2 separate regions of the Mus musculus genome follow, and region 1 is linked to region 2. The links are chromatin contacts, called in public HiChIP or PLAC-seq maps. All regions are on one chromosome and are shown on one strand. The core of a region is the stretch at or near the end of the contact, and the rest is flanking DNA. Distances in the headings are between cores, read along the strand shown. Region 1 has its middle 20 kb from the start of Arid5a. Region 2 holds the start of Ankrd39 (ankyrin repeat domain 39).

The links. HiChIP or PLAC-seq counts read pairs in DNA pulled down with a chosen protein or histone mark.
Region 1: an HNF4G HiChIP or PLAC-seq map of pancreatic cancer cells shows a contact between it and region 2. The contact joins the enhancer-like site here to the promoter of Ankrd39 in region 2. A contact is called at or near these places in 1 of 484 Hi-C or Micro-C datasets (the N1E-115 cell line), 2 of 115 datasets of contacts at active chromatin or transcription factors (embryonic stem cells and pancreatic cancer cells) and 4 of 9 other capture datasets (adipose tissue, embryonic stem cells, liver and 1 more).

What each region holds. Positions count from the first base shown.
Region 1 is chr1:36,324,157-36,331,222 of GRCm38.p6, reverse strand. No RefSeq gene overlaps it. Among named protein-coding and RNA genes, the nearest start is that of Arid5a, 20 kb to the right of the region's middle. Within about 2 kb of position 5,187, at least 72 of the 459 cell types and tissues checked have an H3K27ac peak or open chromatin away from gene starts, as enhancers often do. A contact at or near this core is called in the N1E-115 cell line and pancreatic cancer cells, where this site is marked.
Region 2 is chr1:36,544,479-36,551,668 of GRCm38.p6, reverse strand. Ankrd39 (ankyrin repeat domain 39) reads left to right here and starts at 4,417. Exons shown (of 4, transcript NM_026241.4): 1 at 4,417-4,583. The coding sequence starts at 4,484. Sema4c (sema domain, immunoglobulin domain (Ig), transmembrane domain (TM) and short cytoplasmic domain, (semaphorin) 4C) reads left to right here. Exons shown (of 15, transcript NM_001126047.3): 13 at 841-1,001; 14 at 1,093-1,163; 15 at 1,301-3,030. The coding sequence ends at 2,130.

The DNA.
Region 1 (7,066 bases), core at 3,938-6,437, 220 kb after region 2:
TGAAGGTAAACGGAGAGCTCTGACTGCCCAGGGTGGGTGGGAGTCTAGTGCCCATGCCCTCCTCTTTACTCCTGGTGCAGGAGGAATTTTGGCTCCCCACTAGAACAGCAGATGCCAGACTGCCTAGAATAGAAAAGTTGTCTTGGTTCTCACACTGTCCCTTTAATACCACAGGAGCTGTGTGGCCTCATTACCTCTGGACTTGGGTAATTCCCTTCATCTTCTGCCTTCACCAACATCACTGCACCTGGAACAGGTGTGTGATGCTGTAGCCAGTTCTCAGGTGGATGCCCAGGCTGACCACAGTGTGGGTGACAGCCGGAGCCTTGTTTATGTCTACAGTTTTCATTGAAAGCTTTGGTTTTCATGTTGCCCTTAACAATAACTGGACATTGAGACAGTCATCTCAAGAAAAGGCAGTACATGGACAACAAAATTCTCTAAAATGACCAAAAATAGATGAATGATGAATATATCTAAGGAATTAAAATTAAATATTATATAAAAGATACATATAGGAGCACATACCTATACTCCCAGCGCTCAGGCAGGAGCATCACATGTTTAAAGCCATAGTAAGGCCCTGTCACAACATTTACAAAAGGGCTGAGGATGTAGCTCAGTGTTATATAGAGCCTATGTGGCATGCACAAAGCTTTGAATTCAATCCCCAGGAGCTCCTCCCCTCAAAAGAAGTTACAACCAAGCAAACAGCTTTTGAACAAACAAATTTTAGCCAGTAATACTGTACTGCCTTTGTTTAACAGGCAGAACATTGCCACATCTCTGGTAAGTGGAGCTACACAAGAAGCCACCAGCGCTACCGGTGGCTCTTTGTATCTTCACCCCAATGTAATTTGCTGAACAGTTGATGCCATTAGCACTGTACTTAGAAGTGTCTCTGCTAACGCTCACGATAGGATTCCCCGTAGCACATGCATGCACACACATCATGAAAATAAGCGGGAAAGACTGCAAATGGATCTCAGTTGATAGTGTTTGCCTAGCATGCATGATCTCCAGCACCAACTAAAGCTAGGCATGGCGCTGGACGTCGGCGCCCTGGAGCTGGAGGCAGAAGGGTCAGGAGGCCAAGCTCATCCTTGGCTACATAGTTTAATAAGAGATGACTAACATTTTTGTTTTGTTTTGCCACGTAGTATTCTATTCATAATTTCAACCCCACAGGTACAGACAGCAATCTACCAAGAGCACTGTTGTCTTCAAGACCTGTGAACTCTTTCTAAGCAACTCCATTATACTCAACAATAAGTTCTTTTTGTTGTTGTTTTGGGTTTTTTTGTTTGTTTGTTTGTTTTTTGAGACAGGGTTTCTCTGTGTATCCCTGGCTGTCCTGGAACTCACTCTGTAGACCAGGCTGGCTTCAACTCAGAAATCTGCCTGCCTCTGCCTCCTGAGTGCTGGGATTAAAGGGTTGCGCCACCACTGCCTGGCAGGAAGCAACAATAAGTTCTTACAGGTAGCATCACTGGCCCAATAATCTGATTTCATTTTCATTTTCTGAGATAAGGTCTTGCTATTGTAGGCCAGGCTGGCCTTAAACAGAGATGTGGTCAGAAGCAAAGTAAAGGAAATAGTTACTCTTGGAGCAGGGCTCCATGCTTGCAACATTCTCAGATCTCTTAACAGTTTTTCCTCAAAGATTGTGGGCACATCTTTTTTTTATTATAGAATAGAGTTTATTCAGGACATGGGGATGGGACTTAAGAGAGTAGTAGAGGCAGAGAGAAGAAGGAGAGAGTAGAGAAGCAGAGGCCTGCCGTGACCACATGGAGAGAGGGGTGAAGGGGACGGGGAGAGGGGGAACAAGGGGGCAAGAGGCAAGAGCATAGGGTTTTTTATTTTGTTTTGTTTTGTTTTTTGAGACAGGGTTTCTCTGTACAGCCCTGGCTGTCCTGGAACTCACTTTGTAGACCAGGATGGCCTCGAACTCAGAAATCCGCCAGCCTCTGCCTCCAAGTGCGGGGACTAAAGGCGTGCACCACCACTGCTTGACTGGTTGTTTTTACTTGTGAATCTATCCATCCATGGGCAAAATGTAATTGTGATTTGCTTGCCAGTAGAATGCAAAAGAAGGCATTTTAGACCATGGAGAGTGAAGCATCTACATTCTACTAGCAGGACACTCTCAAGAGTGAGAAGTAGGCGTCTGAATGAATGTCCTGGGCAGTTCTATTAATAGCTCATAGGTTTCAAAAAAAAAAAAAAAAAGAATACTCTTAGGTCTGGCAGAACAGAACTCTTAGAAGCTAACTGGCAGGACTAGATCAAGATGCACCTTAAACATGTCTGAAGTCTCGGGGCTGGAACGATGGCTCAGCGGTTAAGTGCACTGCTGCTCTTGCAGATAATTTGGGTTCAATTCCTAGCATCCACATGGTGACTCACAACCATTTGTAACTTTAGTCCCTGGAGATGTCCTTTTCTTGCCTCTTGCAGACACCAGGCACACATGTGATGTCCATCCTTACACGCAAACAGACAAAGCACTTGTACACTTAAAATATCAAAATCTTTCTAAAGTCTTTATTGGATTCAGCTGTAGAGAGTGAGAGTACTTTAACATCCTTTTCTTTTTATGTATGTTTTTATTATTTCTATGTGCATCTTGTGTAAACGTGTGAAAAGATTGAACACACCATTTTCCTGGTCTTTGATAATGCAGTTCTGTTTGCCAGATAGTACAATCATTTAATGACCCATGGTGAGGGTACCTCTTTTGTTGTTGTTGTTGTTGTTGTTTTTGTTTTTTTGAGACAGGGTTTCTCTGTGTAGCCTTGGCTGTCCTGGAACTCACTCTGTAGACCAGGCTGGCCTCGAATTCAGAAATCTGCCTGCCTCTGCCTCCCAAGTGCTGGGACTAAAGGCGTGTGCCATCACGCCCGGTGGTACCTCTTTTTTGATTCCAGTATATACTCTAGTATAATTATTGTTATAACACTTTCTGGCCAGTTTTCCTAGCTGTGTTTAGTAGCTATAAGCAGAGGACTAATTTAGAATTCCCCCTACATGGCTTCTTGATAATACAGGCTTGCATATTTCCCCGATGTCCACAAACAAGTGCCCTCGAGCCCCTGGCTCCTCTGGTTGTCTTTTACCTGCCCTGATACATGATTACGACAACTTCAAACACCTTTGTTGAAACCAAGGGCATAGTCCTGGACAGCCCCACAACGCTCAAACAGTGGAGATGAGCGATGAAGGAGGCCCAGTGTGCACTACCAGAGAGGATTTAGCAGGACTGTCAGTCCGAAGGCCTACAAAGTTGACCACAGCAGTAGCCTGTATCTGAATCCCAGAGTTCCTACAGCAATGGGAGGTGCAGACAGAATTCCCAGAAGCTTGCTGCAGCTAGCCAAAGGCAGCAGGAGACAATACAAAAGAGCCCCTGCCTCACGCAGGATGGAAGGCAAAGGCTGGCACCTGACACTGTCCTTGATCCCCACTTGTCTCATGGTCCAGGTGTGCCTACACTCCACATGGGTGTGTGTACATACACACACTGATAACAATGGCAGACAAATCACAAGTCTCATTTTTCTGCTTTAACACATAGGAAAACCATGGATCCTGCCCTAAAGGGAAAGAAAGGTTCCTGAAAGAGAACAACTGCCTGCTTTGTCTCCATGTGTGCAGAGCAGGTCAAGGAATGGGGCATGGCCCATAGTTTTGCAGGAAGAGTGTCGGGTGGATTCTTGCCCTCTCCCAAAGCTAAGGGTTCGGAGTGGGGACTGTCTAAGTCCGAGGTGAAGCAGAGTTGCTCTTCTGGGTCACCATTCTTCTAAGCCTTTTGGGCCCTGCACATGAAAGCGTCCTCTGGGAATTGCCAAAGCAGCAAGTTTCACACTGGTGATGCACACCAGTGGGCACTTGTGCTACTCACAGTGACTATAGACCCCTGTTGCATGGGGTTGTAGCTGGCAGTTGGTCTAATCAGGAGTTGGAAGTGAACACAAAGCTTGGATTGCCCCTAAGAACCAAGTCAGGGCGGGGTGGGGTGGGGTGGTGCAGGGATGCAGATGTGGGTGGAGAAATGGTAGATGCTTTGAGGGCACCTAAGAGGGAAGCCAGAGTTCCTGGGGAAGAGGCTCCAGGATGAAGATGGGGGACGCATGCAAGTGGAGGAGAGAATGGTTTTCAGGCAGATGGAATCCCATGTGTTTCCAGAACTGTTGGGGGTGTGTGACTGCCAGAAGCCTGATGGGGGGACACCCCAGAGCTCAACCCAGGCAGGAACTGCAGAGTGTGGATGCAATGGGGGAGGGGGAGACCAGAAGCCTGAGGAAGGAAGAAGTTTCCAAGCAGACACTGGAGTTTGAATCTGGGGACAGTACAGAGTTGTGGGCCACATCTTAAGTGCAGTGAGCTGATGAGAGCTGGGTATGGCAGGCTTATTTTAACTTGTTCCTAATGCATCCAAGGCCATTAGCCCCATATCAAATGTACAATGATTGGAAGTTCCACCTCTTTAGCCCACCCATCTCTCCCACCTAGTTACCTCTGAAAGAACCATTCCCCCTTCTGTTCACCTCCTTTGCTTCTCCCTTCTCATTTTCCCTCCCCTCTCTATTACATTTATCTGTTTGTTGGGGGGGGCATGCATGCTATGGCGCACATGCAGGTCAGAAGACAACATCCAGTAGTTGTTTCTGTCCTACCACATGAATCCAGGGGTTCAAACTCAATCCGTCAGACTTGGAAGCAAGACCGTAAACCTCTGAGCTCTTTTGAACAGCTTTCCCCTAGAGGTTCCCTCCCTGACTATTACCCAGGCTTTCAACTGTAGCTCCTGGGCAACCCATATCCAAGCCAGGCTTTCTTGATTGGGCTCCCAGTGCAAGCGAGTGATGCTTCCCTATTCTTCATTCCTGTGGGAGGGAAACCACCAGAGCCAGGCTGAGATGTGGCAGTGAGGTCAGGGAACTTGCATCAGACAGCCCATCATCAAGCCCCAGACAATGGTACGGATGTGGCAGGTGAACCTCCACTCCCCTTCCAAGGGCCTTGGCAGACATTACTAATCAATTGCATCACTTTCGCAGTGAGTCAATCCAGAGCTGCAGACAACCACAAAAGTTGGCTTGCCATTCTTGACCCAGACACTATCCAGAAGTCAGAGTCACTGACTCAGAAGGCAAGGTAAAGGGTAGTGGTCAGAACACATGCATGGGTTTCAAAATGCTAAGGTAAAGGACAGGATAAGGCATGGCCAAGCTAGCAAGGGAAGTAGTGACTCACATTCATCAGGACTTAAGTTTACAGAGGGCTTTCTCTAAATACCCTGGCTCTTGGGGTTAAATGACTCACTTCCATACTACAGATGAGACAGAGAAGTCCCAGAGAAAGGGGGGTGCACCTGGTGCCACACAGTATTCTGATCCATGTGGCATACACTTTCTCTGAGCCTTAGCACAGGTAGCTCAAGACCCAGAGTCAGCTTCTCCTCTAACGGGTCACCCAGAGCTGAAACCCATGAGAAGGTGAGAGACAGAGCCCACCCGTGGCCTGCTGCTAGTGGTCTAACCCCTGAGTGGACACAAACTCAGGGAACATTTGCTGACAGGAGACACTCTGGAGATCTCAAATATTACTACTTAAACAGAGCTGCAGGGGTAGCTCATTGGGGCATGTCTTTGGAGGTTATACCTGGTTTGTGTGTTCTCTCCCTCTCCCTCTCCCTGCTCCTGTCCCCTTGCCTCCCCTCCCCCAGTTGTCTACCCTAAGACAAAGAACTTCCAGTGTCTTGTGGTTCTGCCACCCAGTGGCCATGGGCTAAATAAAACCTCTGCTAATGTAGGCAACAACAAATGTGATGGTTTGTATATGCTTGGCTCAGGGAATGGCACTATTCGAAGGTGTGACCCTGTTGGAGTAGGTTTGTCACTGTGGGTATGGGCTGTGAGACTCTCATCCTAGCTGCCTGGAAGCCAGTCTTCTGCTAGCATCCTTCAGATGAAGATGTAGAACTCTCAGCTCCTCCTACACCATGCCTGCCTGGATGCTGCCATGTTCCCACCATGATGATAATGGACTGAATTTCTGAACCTGTAAGCCAGCCCCAATTAAATGTTGTCCTTATAAGAGTTGCCTTGGTTATGGTGTCTGTTCACAGCTGTAAAACTCTAAGACAACAAAACCTCCCATCTCTCAAGTTACTTCTGAAATTATTTGGTTATGATGATCAGCAAAGCAAGTGACACAGGATGCACATTGAGTCCTTCCTCCAGGGCCTAGGGTTTGGCTGTCCCTCATGCTTTGAGCCACTCGGGAATTCTCTTGTCTACATTAGCCTTCATTTCTATTGCTTGCAAGGAAAGGACCCAAGATTGTCACTGGCACACTGGCTGTGGGAAAGTATAGGTCATAATCTATTTGGCTTCTAGCTTCTTGGCCGTTCCTTTCTACCCCAGGGCCCAAGCAGAAAGCCAAGAACCTTAGAGGTAGGAAAGAGCCTCAGGAAAGGTAAGGTCGGGAAGTAGCTGCTCTTTCAAGACACCCACTGGGAGCGCCTCTTCCTTGCTCTCCTTGTATGTCAGAGCCTTTCCTCCTTTGGGGAGTTTCACAGTCAGGGCCAGGTGGCTTCCAGGACTAGAGGCTCCCCACAAAAGGTTGAGCTGCCCCCTGGTAGGATGGGGAGTGTGTTCTGTAGTCATCTGCTCATTAGTGGTCTCTAGATTCAATTCTGCATCACAGAGGACACAGAGACTCACAGGTAGCCAGCCGGCTGTCACACACACACACACACACACACACACACACACACACACACACACACACGGAGGAACAACCCCCAGCGAGTGAGGCCCTAGTCTTGGGAGCTTGTGCTCATATTTGCCCACCTCGATGGTCCTGCCAGATCAGCGATTGCTCTACATTCCTGCCCAGAAGCCCTTTGAAGAGTTGAGCAGCCACATTCTTGGAGCCATTAGCTAAGGAAATTGGTCTTGATCTGTAACCATGAAGAACAGCAGCTGCCACCTAGTGTCTGAGCAGTGTCAAGACTCAAGTGGTGAGAACCAGGGCAGTTGGCTAGGACTGGCTCCCT
Region 2 (7,190 bases), core at 3,168-5,667:
GGCGCCCAGGCTCTATGCCATCCATAGTTGGGCTCATGTAGCTCTCGAGTTCCCAGAAGTAAGAGATCTAAGGTGGCCAGAACCTGTCCTCTGAAGGTTCTCTTATAGAGCCAGTCCCTGTGGGGCCCCCATTCCCAGAATCCAGCCTTGGCAAACTCCTTCCAAGTGGGGCTGCAGCTCTATCTGCAGTCTCTTCTCGGTCAAGATGTTTTGGTACCCAAGCAACAGAGACATCCGATTTCTTTGAGTCCCTAGTGGGTGTCTGAGCCAGGCCCTCAGTCTCCGGGCTCATTTAAGTGTTCACGTTTTTTCTTTTCTTTCTTTCTTTCTTTTTTTAACACCTTTATGCAAAACTCATATTCGCATCACCCTCTGGATTCTGATTTGCTTGCCCTTTACCAGCTACTATGACTCAAAGTTGCTCCCTACAACGCTGAATAATGAGATGGCAGCAAGGGAATTGTGGGGCTGAGCAAGCATGCAGATTGGCAGTCACCATTCAAACAGAGGAACCCCACCTTCCATAGGCACTGCTGTCACTGTGCTGGCTCCGGGGGCCGGGGGAAACTGAGTTTCCTGGCCCGAGTGTGAGCAAGTGAGCGTACGCCTCAGCCTCACGGGTCTGCCGTCCGTCCCTGTCTAAGAAGGTCATGTCTGTAAAGTGATTAGGATTTTGATGGCTTGTCGTAAGCCCTCATCAAAATTGTTCCTCTGGCCTGGATTTTTCTTCCGCTGCCTTTTTCTTCCTTGGGGGACCTAGTATGTTTATGCTCTCTGAACAAATCTCAGCCATCACCCCGAGGCGTGGTGTGGCTTACCCTGTGCTTTGTTTTACTGTAGAAGGTGCTCTTTGCTGGCTCCCGCTCTCAGCTGGTTCAGCTGTCTCTGGCCGACTGCACAAAGTACCGTTTCTGTGTAGACTGTGTCCTGGCCAGGGACCCTTACTGTGCCTGGAATGTCAACACCAGCCGCTGTGTGGCCACCACCAGTGGTCGCTCGGGGTGAGTCAGTCGTCTCTGAGTGCCAGGGCCAGGAGGGGGAGGCTAAGGTGATTGGAGTTGGATCTCTGATGCCACTTCTCTTCCCTACCAGGTCCTTTCTGGTCCAACATGTGGCGAACTTGGACACTTCAAAGATGTGTAACCAGTATGGCATTAAAAAAGGTGAGCTGTTTTCCTTTTGTTCCCTCATTTTGAGGATGGGCCCCTGGATCACAGCCAGAGTTAGTTTATCACCTCTCACTGTGGGACCTGGGGTTCCTGCATTAACACTGGGTTCTCTCTCATTTCTGCCTCTGCAGTCAGATCTATTCCCAAGAACATCACCGTTGTGTCAGGCACAGACCTGGTCCTACCCTGCCACCTCTCGTCCAATTTGGCCCATGCCCACTGGACCTTCGGAAGCCAGGACCTGCCTGCAGAACAACCTGGCTCCTTTCTTTATGACACGGGACTCCAGGCGCTGGTGGTGATGGCCGCACAGTCCCGTCACTCTGGACCCTATCGTTGCTATTCAGAGGAGCAGGGGACAAGACTGGCTGCAGAAAGCTACCTTGTTGCTGTCGTGGCCGGCTCGTCGGTGACACTGGAGGCACGGGCTCCCTTGGAAAACCTGGGGCTCGTGTGGCTCGCTGTGGTGGCCCTGGGGGCTGTGTGCCTGGTGCTGCTGCTGCTGGTCCTATCGCTCCGCCGGCGACTTCGAGAAGAGCTAGAAAAGGGTGCCAAGGCATCTGAGAGGACACTGGTGTACCCCTTGGAACTGCCCAAGGAGCCTGCCAGTCCCCCCTTCCGTCCTGGCCCCGAAACTGATGAGAAACTTTGGGATCCTGTCGGGTACTACTATTCGGATGGCTCTCTCAAGATTGTGCCTGGTCACGCCCGGTGCCAGCCTGGGGGTGGGCCCCCTTCCCCACCTCCTGGCATACCTGGCCAGCCTCTGCCTTCTCCAACTCGGCTCCACCTAGGAGGTGGTCGGAACTCAAATGCCAATGGTTATGTGCGTTTACAGTTGGGCGGAGAGGACCGAGGAGGATCTGGGCACCCACTGCCTGAGCTCGCGGATGAATTACGACGGAAACTACAACAGCGCCAGCCGCTGCCTGACTCCAACCCAGAGGAGTCTTCAGTATGAGGGGACCCCCCCACCTCATTGGCGGGGGGGGGTCTCATGGGAGGTGCACTCTTAACTTTTGCACAGGCACCAGCTACCTCAGGGACATGGCAGGGGCACTTGCTCTGCCTGGGACAGACACTGCCCAGCATTTGCCCGGCCGTGAGGACCTGCTCAGCATGGGCACTGCCACTTGGTGTGGCTCACCAGGACTTCAGCCTCACAGGAGACACACCCTCCTCTGTGAATTTGAGACATGTGGGACCCCAGCAGCCAAAACTTTGCAAGGAAGAGGTTTCAAGATGTGGGCGTGTTTGTGCATATATGTGTTGGTATGCATGTGGAAGAATGTGTGTGTGTGTGTGTGTGTGTTGTAACTTTCCTGTCTCTATCACGTCTTCCCTTGGCCTGGGGTCCTCCTGGTTGAGTCTTTGGAGCTATGAAGGGGAAGGGGGTCATAGCACTTTGCTTCTCCTACCCCCAGCTGTCCCAAGCTTTGGGGCAGTGATGTACATACGGGGAAGGGAAGGACAGGGTGTTGTACCCCTTTTGGGGGAGTGCGGGACTCGGGGGTGGGCCTAGCCCTGCTCCTAGGGCTGTGAATGTTTTCAGGGCGGGGGTTGGGGGTGGAGATGGAACCTCCTGCTTCAGGGGGAGGGGTGGGCAGGGCCTCCCACTTGCCCTCCGGGTTCGGTGGTATTTTATATTTGCGCTCTTCTGACAGGGCTGGGAAGGGTTGTTGGGGGAGGGAAGGGAGGAGGTGGGCATGCTATGGATACTGGCCTATCCTCTCCCTGCTCTGGGAAAAGGGCTAACAGTGTAACTTATTGTGTCCCCACATATTTATTTGTTGTAAATATTTGAGTATTTTTATATTGACAAATAAAATGGAGAAAATGAAATTTAACCCTGCCACACAGATATTTTGACTCAAACCCACTTATTGACCTAAGAGGGACTCATCCTTTGGTCTGGGCCATCATGGTCTTAATGCCTGTCCGTGCATCTCTGGAGGGGCCAGCTGAGACTCAAGTGTTTTCCCACAGTGATGCCTATGGGACTGGGAGCCAGAGCAGGGCTACTCTGCTTGGGAGCTGGACTTGGCCTGGTGCCACAGGGAAACAAGGCAGAGCGTTCGGGAAGAGGAGGAGAAGGAGACGGTCTTCCCAGAACTATAGGGAGGGTGAGCAGGGAGTCAGGGGCTGAAGGAGAGGCTTCTCAAGTTGTGTGGACAGTGTCTTTATAAAGATGGAGATTAGGACAAGCTCCGTGGGAGGGGAAGAATGCTAGTCTCGAATGTCCTATCTGGGTAGGGATAGTCCCCTATTGCCACCCAGTCAGTATCAAGCCCTTGTCTTAGTGAGGGAGTGGTGTAGGCCCAGATGTTCCTGGGAAAAACAACAGGCCCAGCCTGGATTCATTTCTGAGCGCCCTTAATGAGAGCTGCCTGCCAATCGGATTTCGAGAAGGAAAATAGGAAGGAGGAAAAAAAAAAGACATTTTAAGATTTTGTGTTGTGCTAAATTTGATGCTGTTGTTGGCTGCAATTTGGACACACCTGGTTTAGATCAATCTAACCGGTACATAGGAACAGAGACCACAGTGAGCTCTCTGCCCACCCTTAGCTGCCACCCCACCCCCCACCCCCCATACACTTGGATGACCCTTGAGCAGGCTGCTGTTTCCCTGAGTGTGGGTCAGAAGAGGCTGGGAAATACTTGAGTGTGTTTCCCTTAGCTCAGTTGTCTGCCCAGTGGGTGTTGGCAACCAGCGCCCACTGAGTGGGCAGAGGCTTAAGCACAAAGGTGGTCTACCAGGTCCTTGCCCTCAGGCCACCTGCTTCCTGATGGATTGCTAAAGAACGAGGGTCAGAGTGTTAGTAGCTTTCTGGCGGGTCACTGATCTGACCATGGATGGCCTACAGCTCAAGTGATGCTTGGGAGATGAGAGAGGGACTATGGGCCGCGTCTAGAGTCCTTGTGCCCTGGGGAACCTGCGAGGCCTCGGTTCTGGCGAATGCGACATAAACACTACCAGACAGGCCAAGCTGCCTGGTCCCCTCACCCTACAAGGCGAGGCTGCACGAACTGTCCTGCCTCCTCCCGGGGAGCTCAACGGATTCCCGAGCCTTTGCTCTTCCTTGTGCTTAGTTAGCCTTGGGCGCCCTCCCGTGGTAGCAAAGCAGCAAGGCTCAGTCTATCCAGCCACACCTCACCACTTTCATTGGTTGCTAAGCTAAGGTCTAAATGCAGGATTGGTTGGCCTGGGGCGAGGAGGCGGGACTCGAAGGTCAACTACGGACGTCGAGTGGTCAACCTGGGACGGAGGGGTGGGCATTTCGTAGGAGCGCTTGGCTGCAGTCCCGGCCGCCGGGATGGCGGCGCCGCACCTTTGCGCGGATGGCTCCTGCTGCTCTCACCCTAGTGCGGTGCCCGGGGTACAGCAGACGCTGGAGGAGATGGACTTCGACAGGGGTGAGAGGGGTGAGGCGGCCGCGTTGCCGGCGGCGGGCAATCTCCAGCCCCATCTCCGGGAACGTGGACTGAAGGAGGCCTCGAACCGTGTTTGGAGCTTCCGGGCCTGGTGCAGGAAGGCTGGCTTCAAAGCGTGGCAGGAAGCCCCTCGACTACTCCGTCTCGAGTGCGGACGGGTAAATTGAGGCATTGGTTTCTGAACTGGGTCTGGAGACCAACCCAGCTAGGAGACAGCCTGGTCAGGTGACAGAGGAGCTAGGGAAAGAATCTGCAGTTGGTGGTTCGTATCCACCGGGGAGGTCAGGGCAGCTGGCCCTTGCTGCTCTCGGGTGTGAGTGTACAAGTTTTAGCAATGACAGTGATCTCGAAAGATTTACTGTGGAGCGCAGGGGTGTGACTGTTTTGTCCAAAATCATACAGAGATTTTGCTATTAGCAGTGGTCCCTGTTCTTCTGTGCCGGTTACCATGTTATCCCCAGGAACAGGTAGTTTGTGCAGTTGTAGCAAGGTTGTCATCAGTGTAGGGCTGATGATACGGAACACTTGATGGTTACCATAGGAATGGCTTCCTAGCGGGCGGCGTTTCTCTACACCTCTGCTACCCCCATCTTTTGGACTAGGGACATAATAGGACTCCCCGCTTCCTCCTCTTGAAGTGTTTTCTCCGCTGTACCTTTAGAAAATAACAAATGAGATGATTACATTTACGCTTTTTTTAATTTAAAGACTATTTATGTGCATTTAGCTCCTGGAGGCCAGAATAGGGCTTCAGATTCCCTGGAATTGGCAGTTACAGATGTGACCAGCTGAGAAACAACCCTGGTCCTTTGCAGAGCAGCCAGAGCGCTCTCTCTCTCTCTCTCTCTCTCTTTTTTTTTTTTTTTTTTGAGACAGGGCTTCTCTGTATAGCCCTGGCTGTCCTGGAACTCACTTTGTAGACCAGGCTGGCCTCGAACTCAAAAATCCGCCTGCCTCTGCCTCCTGAGTGCTGGGATTAAAGGCGTGCGCCACCACCGGCCTGGTGCAGACAGAACTCTTAACTGAGCCGCCTCTCCAGCGCCTCCTATTGCGTTTAGTTCCCCAAGCCAGACTGACTGTTGTGTTTCTGTACCTCTTTATGGTTCTCACCCTTGCAGCCATCACCCTTATGTTTCTAAAATATGCAAGCCCTCTGTCCGATGACATGGTCTGTTTTGTTTGTTAGTCCGCTTCAGGCTGACTGAGGCTTTCCCGCCAGCATTCAGTTCTATGGCACTTCTTCAGGGACCCCCCTTCCTTAGAGAGTCCTCAACCTGGGGACAATTATGCCCAGTTTAGGTCTAGAGATATTTTTGTGTGTCACAGCTAATCTGACCCGCACAGGTTGGCTCCCCACAACAGACATGATCTGCCTCAAAATGTCAGCCCTTCCTGTGTGGAGGAAGAAACCTTGTGGTATTCAAAGCCCTGGCATTTCCACTCTGGTTACCCTGTTACCTTAATGCTTTGCTCTCTTTGTAGCAGTTTGGACTGACTCAAAGGCTGAGACGGGAAGGTCACAGTTCAAGGCCAGTTCAAGGCAGAGCATGTTAGACACTTTGTCTCAGAAATTGTTTGTTATCACCTGCTGCAATTTTATCAGCTTATTCTTTTATTTATTTTTCACATGTGATAAAGATACCTATTATGTGAATTTTTTTTTTCTGTAAAGCATGGGGTTTATTTATTTATTTTTTTAGTTTTGAATTAAATCTGTTTTGGTGACTTTCTTTGTGTATGTATGTGTGCTATGTTTTGTTTTGTTGGTCCATCTCTCCCCACCCCACAACCACAGGGTCTCACTATATAACTCTGGCTGTCCTGGAACTCATTTTGTAGATCAAGCTGGCCTCGAACTCACAAAGTGCCATCTGTTTCTGCTTCCCTGGTGCTGGGATGAAGGTGTGCACCATTACTGCCTGGCCCTAGCAACTAACTACTCTTGACTACTGAGCCATCTCTTTGATTACATCTTTGATTACATATATATATACATATACATATATATATATATCACAAGTAAAAAATATACAGTATATATAATTATATATATACAAATTATACAGCCATCTCTTTGATTACAGATATATATGTGTATGTGTGTGTATATATATCACAAGTAAAAAAATAAACAAAAATATAATTATTTATATATACAAATTATATATGCACACACATGTTTAACGTATATGACTGTTTTGCCTGTATGTATGCACTATGCATATGCCTGGACAGGAGATTGGATCCCCTGAAGCTGGAGTTACAGATGGTTGTGAGCCACCTTATGGGTGCTAGGAATCAAACCCAGGTCTTCTGAAGAATGAGTTTCATCAGAGCAACAGTTCCTGAACCAGCTCCTCTCCGGCTCTCCAGCTCTGGTTGTTGTTGTTTTGATTTTTTTTTTTTTTTTAGATTTTTTTAAAAAATTTATTTATTATATCTAAGTACACTGTAGCTGTCTTCAGACGCATCAGAAGAGGGCATCAGATCTCATTATGGATGTTTGGGAGCCACCATGAGGTTGCGGGATTTGAACTCAGGACCTTAGGAAGAGCAGTCAGTGCTCTTAACCATTGAGCCATCTCTCCA